Linked DNA regions of Urocitellus parryii: region 2 is linked to region 1. Evidence: chromatin contacts called from public Hi-C data. All regions are on one chromosome and are shown on one strand. Each heading gives the region's core, a stretch centred on a gene start, on an enhancer-like site or on the middle of the called end of the contact. The rest is flanking DNA. Distances are from core to core; before and after follow the strand shown.

The links. Hi-C and Micro-C count contacts between places; a contact is called where the count stands out from the background.
Region 2: a Hi-C map of muscle shows a contact between it and region 1, with 5 times the contacts expected there. The contact joins the promoter of Ppp2r1b here to the promoter of Sik2 in region 1. A contact is called at or near these places in 2 of 2 Hi-C or Micro-C datasets (liver and muscle).

The regions. Positions count from the first base shown.
Region 1 is chr4:98,716,965-98,721,092 of mUroPar1.hap1, reverse strand. Sik2 (salt inducible kinase 2) reads right to left here and starts at 2,409. Exons shown (of 16, transcript XM_026392509.2): 1 at 2,147-2,409. The coding sequence starts at 2,281.
Region 2 is chr4:98,866,274-98,870,401 of mUroPar1.hap1, reverse strand. Ppp2r1b (protein phosphatase 2 scaffold subunit Abeta) reads left to right here and starts at 2,387. Exons shown (of 16, transcript XM_026392518.2): 1 at 2,387-2,520; 2 at 3,261-3,351; 3 at 3,770-3,870. The coding sequence starts at 2,407.

The DNA.
Region 1 (4,128 bases), core at 1,160-3,659:
CAGTGATAATTTCTTTTAAGAAGCACAAGGGAAATGGGATCTGCAAACCAGCAATTTAGCATTTAACACAAATTATTTTTCATAAATATATATACACAATTTAGGATCTGAGTGCTCTTTCATGATTTGACTGGTAACTTCAATTACAAATGCATTTGATCTCAAGCTATCTGACAGCCGAAGGATGGCATTACTCCACAGTGCCCCCTAGCTCATTAAGCTGTATCAGCTTGAAAGAGACACCATTGGAACTGTCAACCTCAAGAGAAAGTATCAGTTACCATCACTTCCACTAATAGAGTTCTTAAACAGATGTTATATTAACTAAATTTGACCTGACAAAATAACATAAGTAAAATTTACTAGTAATACTAATAAAGAGCTGTTGAAAAAATATTATGAACCATGGGATTGATATTCAGTCATGTAATAATACAGCTCAAAAGTTTTGCAGAATCTCTATACTTAGAGATTCTGTGCAATATGTTTGATTTTTAGATAATCATTAAACAAGGGCTCATATGAAATACACGTTTTAAGTGTTTTCCTTTTTATGTAACTTAAAGGAAAATGGCATGACATTCAGCCATGGCTCTTTAATGGAATGAACCACTCTCTTCATTAAAAAAAAAAAAATACTGGGATCAGATTACACTATGCAAAGATTTAGTAATGTCAGTATTGTCATATTATCATTACATCTCAGTCTAAATCGCTAACAATGGAAACACCGCCAAATTTGTGCAAGAAAAATTTGTGACCTTGGTCCTAATGCCTCAAATAATTCAGATTTGGGTTGCTTTAGGATCAGTAGAGGGCAAAAAGTGAAGATGACATGATATATTCCCCTTCTTTTTAAAAATGGACATTAAGCAAAACTTTTAAATACTACTACTACTAAAATCATTCAACTTTTCAAATGCCCTTCGCCTTACGTAAGTCATCCTAGAAAAAAATAAAAGTACTACTTTATTCTAAATTCAAAGTCCTCAAAGTCTAGTGCATTAGTACTAACAAGGGCGGGGGGAGGGAAGGAACAGGATGAAACTATGGGGAAAACTGAAAAAGGGTGAAACTCCAGTGACAATTACAACGAGGCAGAATAGAGTACGTCAAAACCACTAGGCTTTATTCTAAAGAATGGTTTTGTTTCTATCTTTCCCCCCCGCCAAGATATTTAATTTGCACATCTTAAAATAGAGACCCTGAGGAGAGCAGCTTGAAGCAGTGGAAGGAAGGGGGGCGGGTTAGGTAAGAACAGAGACTTGTGAGAAAATATGTGCGGTGCATTAGAATGTGCAATGGATGGGGGGGGGGGGTGCTGGATTCGCCGTCAGGAAGCAGTTGAGGGCTTTAGGAGTAGAGAGGCATTCTGAAGTGGTTTAAGAAATTCATTTTTACAGACAGAATGCACACCTGGTAAAGGGACAACCCTACCCAAGTAAAACCAACCCACCAACTGTACAAATATCGAGATGACCATTTTAACCAGTTCTTTTGTCTGGAGTATTAGATGGAAATACCTCAGGCAAGAGATCAAGCTAGCCAGGCACCAAATCAGAGACCTTGCAAGGCAAAAGGAGGGAAAGAAGGACAGTGGCTGCCTGGGCATTCCCGGACACGGAGGCCCCTTCTTAGCTGGGCAGGAGGAAAGCCAGGGTCGGGGGCCGCGCGATCCCCGTGAGCGGAGCCTGAGCGCAGGAGGTCCCCTCCACGGGCTGGCGACATCTCTCACCGCGCAGCCCGGGAGCACCGAGACTTCCCCTCCCACCCCACCCCCAGTCGAAAGCGGGGAAGACGCGGAACTTGGGCTCCGGAGCCGAGGCCACAGACCAGGTCACGGCCCGGGTGGGAGGCTCTGGGAGAAATTCCGTGGGCCACCGGGGGTGGCGTAGGGGAAGGCAAAGCCCGGGGGAACCGGGCTCCATACGGACGGCACTCGGGTCTGGGTGACCGGGCCCGGGTCCCTTCGCTGCTCACCGACCCCCAGCACCTCTGGGTCCTCACGGTCCCAGGCCCGCTTGCCTAAGCAAGTGGCGCGGCCTCTCCGGTGTTCCCGGTCGCACCACTACAGCCTGCCCTTTCAGTAAACAGCTTCTCTCCCGAACCCTCTCTTCGGACGCTCCCGCCGAGCCCCGGGCCGCACCTCCGTCTTGGTGATCCGGTGCCGCCCCAGCTTCACCACCGCGAAGTTGCCCTTGCCCAGCGTGCCCTCGATGTCGTAGAACCCCACCCGGACCGGCCCGCGCTGCAAGTGCCTCGGGCCATCCGCCATGACCATGCTGGGCCCCGCTGCTAGACACGGCGACTGAAGCGCGAGCGGGCGGGCGGACCGGCTGCGCGGCTCGGCTCGGGCGACGGCCGCTCGGATCGCTCCTTCGCTCCTTCCCTCCCGCTCCGCAGGGCCCAGCCAGGCGCGCGCCGCCGCTGACGTGCGCCGACGTCAGGGGGCCGGGGCAGGGGGCGGGGGCGGGACCGGGCCTCGATTGGTCACCATGGCGACCGGAGCACCGCCGACGTAGGCGGCGGGAGGGAGAAAGGGTGGGTCGGCGCGCCGGGAGGGGCGCGGACCTGGCCGGCGCGTTCCTTCCGGGCTTCGGCGCCCTCCGCTTTCTCTCCGCCTCGCTGCTGCCAGGGGCGGGGTCGCCGCCCGGCCCGCCCGGTTTCCCGGTCTTCCAGCCGAAGGGCAAGAGCGAGCCCTGGTGGGCCGATCGAAGGTGTGCATCGACCTGCATCTGGCCTGTGGGCTGCTGCTCTGCCCCGGCGTTCTCCGCCCACCTGCGGACCTTCCCGCCAAAATCTCTCACCTATGAGTAGAGTGCTCCCTAAATTTGGCTTCAGCAAAGAACTGTGGCTGAGTAACGCGTTGCTCACAGGCTTCTTTCTTTGTGTCCTTTTCTCATTTTGTTGCTATATACGTCCTTCCACATTTTGATGTCGCTAAAGACTCATTCTGACAGCATATAGACTCACAGAATTGAAGAGACAGACCCTAGAGATTCTTAACCCAGGCATTTGGAAGCTCCAGTGGCCTTTGGAAGCTGGAACGCCCTGAAATTGTAGGGAAAGTTTTGCTTATTTGAGAGTGTCCCCGGGGAAAGGGGATCATAGCTTTTATCGGATTCCCAACCTGTGAGTGACCCTGAAAAGATTAAGAAATGTGTTTTTAATCCAGTTCCGTTTGATATGACGAGGGAGGCAGCAAGGAATGAAGGGAATTGACAAGGTCATACAGGTAATGCTAGGATTATGAATTATCACACCAGTCTTTCATATGGTAAAACAGGAACAGCAAAATTTTAATATTTTGAAATATATTATGTGCCTCCAGATCTTGGTTTGTGAATACCGTTCTCCACTAAAAGGAGCCAGACTCCTTAGCAGATTGGCTCATTTGAAGGAAGAGACAAGGAAAGTATAAAGTGCTCTTAAAAGATTTTGTACCAGAAAGCAAGGAGATTTCTTGTATATATCAAGGATATGTCAAAAGACAAAAGAAGACAGCTTGAAGTTACCTCCACTTACCAAATCAGAGGCAATTTAAGTATCAAAAAAGAATAATGATAGATATGGATTATAAAACATTGGATTTTTAAAAAGAACCCATATTTTCACTTTAACTTTTAAATACATAAATATAATAATATAATAAATAATAAATAAATAAAATACAATATATTTTAAATAAATATGTAAGGGGGGAGAAATTACAGTTCTTGACAGTGGTATGCCAAACAAATGCATGTAGAAGAAATGGTGAAACTACAAAGTCACCATTTTGCAACTATTATGGTAATAATTGATTCAGACAAATCTGTTAAATGGTGTTAAAATCATTGGGTGGAACAATCTGGGGAAAATGATATGTACACAATCTCAAAGTATCTTTGGATTGCTTATTATTAGAAAGGGTTAGCAAAGGCACCTTTACAGTAAAGAAAGCTGACAGCTGCCACCCTAACCAAGTGATGAAAGTTGATGTCACTATTAATGAATAAAATAACATGATGTGCTTCCTGATGTGAGGCATTGAAGACATATTTCGTATTCAATATCCCTGGAAACAAAATGTATATTATGAATCCATCACAAAAAGCGACAATCAGAAAAATGTACATTGAGAAACAT
Region 2 (4,128 bases), core at 1,138-3,637, 150 kb before region 1:
CTTCTAAGCTGAGCTAATATCAGCGATGATATATGTGGAACTGACTTAATCTGCTCTCTGAGCTTGCTTCCTTTGTCATTTCTGAAGACTTCTTACATAAAGTAAAAAGGATCAGATTCATCCTTTCCATAACAGTAGGAACTCTCTCTGATCTTCTAACTGGTAAAGTACTAAATGAAAAAACTCTTATCCCTCTGTCTCTCAAATTTGAGTAGTATATGGGTCATTTTTTTTATATATATATATTTAGGTATAGTTGGACACAATGCCTTTATTTTATTTACTTATTTTTTATGTGGTGCTGAGGTTCAAACCTAGGGCCTCGAATGTGCTAGACAGCACTCTATCGCTGAGCTACAACCCCAGCCCTATGGGTCATTTTTAAAGGAAAAAAAATTCTGAAAACTCTCAGTCAACTTAAATTATCCTGACTATAATGTAACTTAAATTTATAAATATAAGCTAGGAATATAATGTTCTTTTATTTTTATTTGTAATTCTCATACAATTACAAAACCAAAACAGACTTACAAATGAAATACAATCACAAAACTAATACTGGCATGGTGTGGTGGTGCATGTAATACCAGTGGCAGGGAGGCTGAGGCAGGAAGATCACAAGTTTAAAGCCAGCCTCAGCAAACTTGAGGCACTAAGCAACTCAGTGAGACCCTGTCTCTAAATAAAATACAAATAGGGCTGGGGATGTGGCTCAGTGGTTGAGTGCTCCTGAGTTCAATTCCTGATATAAAAACAAACAAACAAACCAAAAACCCCCACAAAAACAAAAACTAATAATATTCAAGTTATTAACATGAAAAATGATGTCTTTTGCTAAAACTAAAGCATTTCTTATATTGTGACTATGATATTGCCTGTTAAAGTTCAGCTTATTTTGAGTTCACCAAATGACCTATGATATCTTAATTTCCTCACCTCTTTTGGAACTATTGAGACCGCACAGTCCTGTGATATCATGTGGCTTTTATTTTGTGCTTAAAAGCATCTTTTTCATTTTAAATCTCTCTCTTCTTTTTCTCATTATCTCAGAACAATCAAAACAGTACTGAAATACACAAGTTATGTCGCAATACTGACTTACAGTCATTCTAATAATCTGAACATGCTTATGTAAATCTAAAAAATTATAAAAACTAAAATTAAAACGCTAGAGAATACATCTGCCCAGAACTAATTTGAGAAAAACTGTTCAGGTCTACTGATTCCCAAACTTTCACTACTACTAAAGGCTCTGTCACATGGAGATGTGAGGAGCATAGTGAAGAGAAGAATGTGGTTTTTGTTGACTTCCCAGAGGCTCATGCTTTTAAAAAACTCTCCTAAATTTATTTATTAGCAATTTTAGTTTTATTACATGTATAATCATTTTATTACATGCTTATCATTCTAAGTTGCTTAAATTCCACTCCAAAACAAACATAGACAGGACATTTTAGTTATTTTGTGCTGACCTAAAAGGGTAAGGGAAAACTTTCCATAGCTTTGTAAGAAAAAACTCCCAGATCCTGTCTCTTCCAACTGCTGCCTTTGAGGACTCTTGGAGGTCTGGGGAGGCCAATTTAGGACTTATTGTACAAGCAAAGATTCTACCCCACCCAATTTGGAAGGATTAAAGCCTGTCCTAGTTTTGCTTGATTGTTGTACTTCTTGCATGCTAAAGAGCTAAAAAATGGGAGGAAGAAAATACAACAGAAGGCACCATTCCAGTACCAAACTGAAAAGAAACACAAAAACAAGAGAGCAGCATGTTTTCAACAGCTTGCGTGGAAAAAATATTGACTGGAGAGTTTGGACAGCACTGTTCATTTTCTCTCACCGCCCGCATTATTTGTCTTTCAGAGCAGGAGCCAGGCCAAAGGAAGAGGTGGAGGGGGTTCTGTAGAGGCTTGAGGCCAAGAGGGGGAAATTAGGGCTGGCGACCCAATGGCTGGGCGCCAGGATTAAGCCAGAGGAGACGCTAAAGCCTTTTTCCTCCTGGCCTCGGGCACCCTCTTTTGCTGCCTGAGTCCTGAGCAGGCACAACACACATCACTCAGGTAAGGTCCCTGGTTGCTTCAGACCACAACGGCCAGGATGAATCCCTGCCCCTGTTTCTTTCGGCTGGGTAAAGGTCACAGGGGTTCCGTTAGCTTTCTTAGCCCACCTTTTAGGAGTTCAGACCTACACCTCCTGCAATGTGGGTGGGGAGAGAGACTCCATCAGCGAACCAATTTAGTTCTCCCACCCGCTAGGAAGATAGGCACCAGTCTTGGCCCAGCCCTCCTAGGCGCGGGGCGGGGGCGGGGCCTGGGCGCGGGGCGGGGCCTGGGCGCGGGGCGGGGCCTGGGCGCGGGGCGGGGCCTGGGCGCGGGGCGGGCGGCGGCGACCAGCCGGAGAAGAAAGAACATGGCGGGCGCAGCGGGGCCCGGGACCGGCCTGGGGGCAGCGGGCGGAGATGGAGATGATTCGCTATACCCGATCGCAGTTTTAATCGACGAGCTCCGCAATGAGGATGTGCAGGTAATGGGCTGAGGCCGGGGAGTTGAGGTGGGCCCAGCAGGGCGTGTGGTTGGTGCCGCGATGGTGGAGGCCCACGGGTTGAGAGACCGAACTCGGAGCAGAAACTTGAGGGGGAGGCGAGGAAGGACTCTCGGGAGTCTATGATGGCCGCTCCCCACCGTCCTTGGGACCTCTCCCGCACCCTTTCCCCGGGTCTGTGAGGCGTTGGCTTGGTGCCCATCAGTGCTTGGCGACCGTCGGACAACCGGCTTCCCGTCTCCGTGCTCCTTCCGTGCTACGCCGCGTCCTGCGCTGGGCCGGCGTCTTGTAGATGAGCCGTCGCGAGCGACTGGGGCGGCCTGCGGGTCTCTGGGTGCCAAGGGGCACTTTGAAGTTCAGTGTAATGCCTTCCTCGGTCTTGGAAACTAGCCGGGCTTGTTGGGTGGAAAGAAGGTAGGGATGGCTGATTAACCCAGATGAGTCGTGTATCAGCTGCGATGAAATTTTTCTTTGAAAAGGCAGGTGTATTCAACCGTTTCGTGTGCTTCACTACTGCCAGAGTTTGTTCTTTTTAAAATTATCTCAGTTCTTGAGTATTTTCATTCAGTCCTTTCTCTTATGGGCTCTTCAGTGTTTTGCCTAGGAAATCTTTATTTTTTATACCCGCATGCCCTCATCTCACCTATTTGCCCCTTTTGTTTTTTGGTCTGAATTGCAGTCATTTCTTAGTTTGTTCTTTTTTTCCATTTTCTTTTTTAAAGCTCCGTCTCAACAGTATTAAGAAATTATCAACAATTGCTCTAGCACTTGGAGTAGAAAGGACCCGAACTGAACTGCTGCCATTCCTTACAGGTATGTATGTGTTTTTGTTTAAAGAAAGGCATGGACATTCTATTTTCCAGTGACTTTCAAAACTTTTTTTTTTTTTTTTTTTTTAGAGTTTGTTACCCAGCATATCATTAAGTACAAAATTGATCATGGTGCTTTCTGTGCGAAAGAAATAAAACATATTGTAATGTTAATAGCTAGGTATATTCAAACATTACTCATTCAGCTAGTGGGAAAGTAATTGATCTGGGAGTATGATTTTTTTAGTTCTGTAAAACATATTCATGAAGACTATTGATAAAAAATGAAGAAAATGCTATTAGGATTTTGACTAGACTATCTTACTATGTACATGTTGAATCTGTTTCTGTTTTTGTGTGTGTCCTGCTGGGGGCCATCCTTCTATTCTTATTGGTGAGTGTCTGGTTGTTGTCATTTCCAGATACAATTTATGATGAAGATGAGGTACTGTTAGCTCTTGCTGAGCAGCTGGGAAATTTTACTGGCCTAGTGGGAGGTCCTGACTTTGCGCATTGTCTGCTGGTAAGTACTTATCTCCTGCCTAGCCTCCTTCTAGAACTTTTGTGGTATAAATGACACATTGTTTGGTGATAAACACATCAGCATTTTTTATACAGATCATTTTATAGATGCATAATCATAATGTTAACCATTGAGAGAATAAATAATTTCTTAATTTTTCTGACTGAATATAAAAACTTCACCTTTCTGCTTCTATAAACTTATTAGTGTAGAGGAAGGGAGGAAAAAGATTTGATTGTTTTCCTCATATTGGAAGCC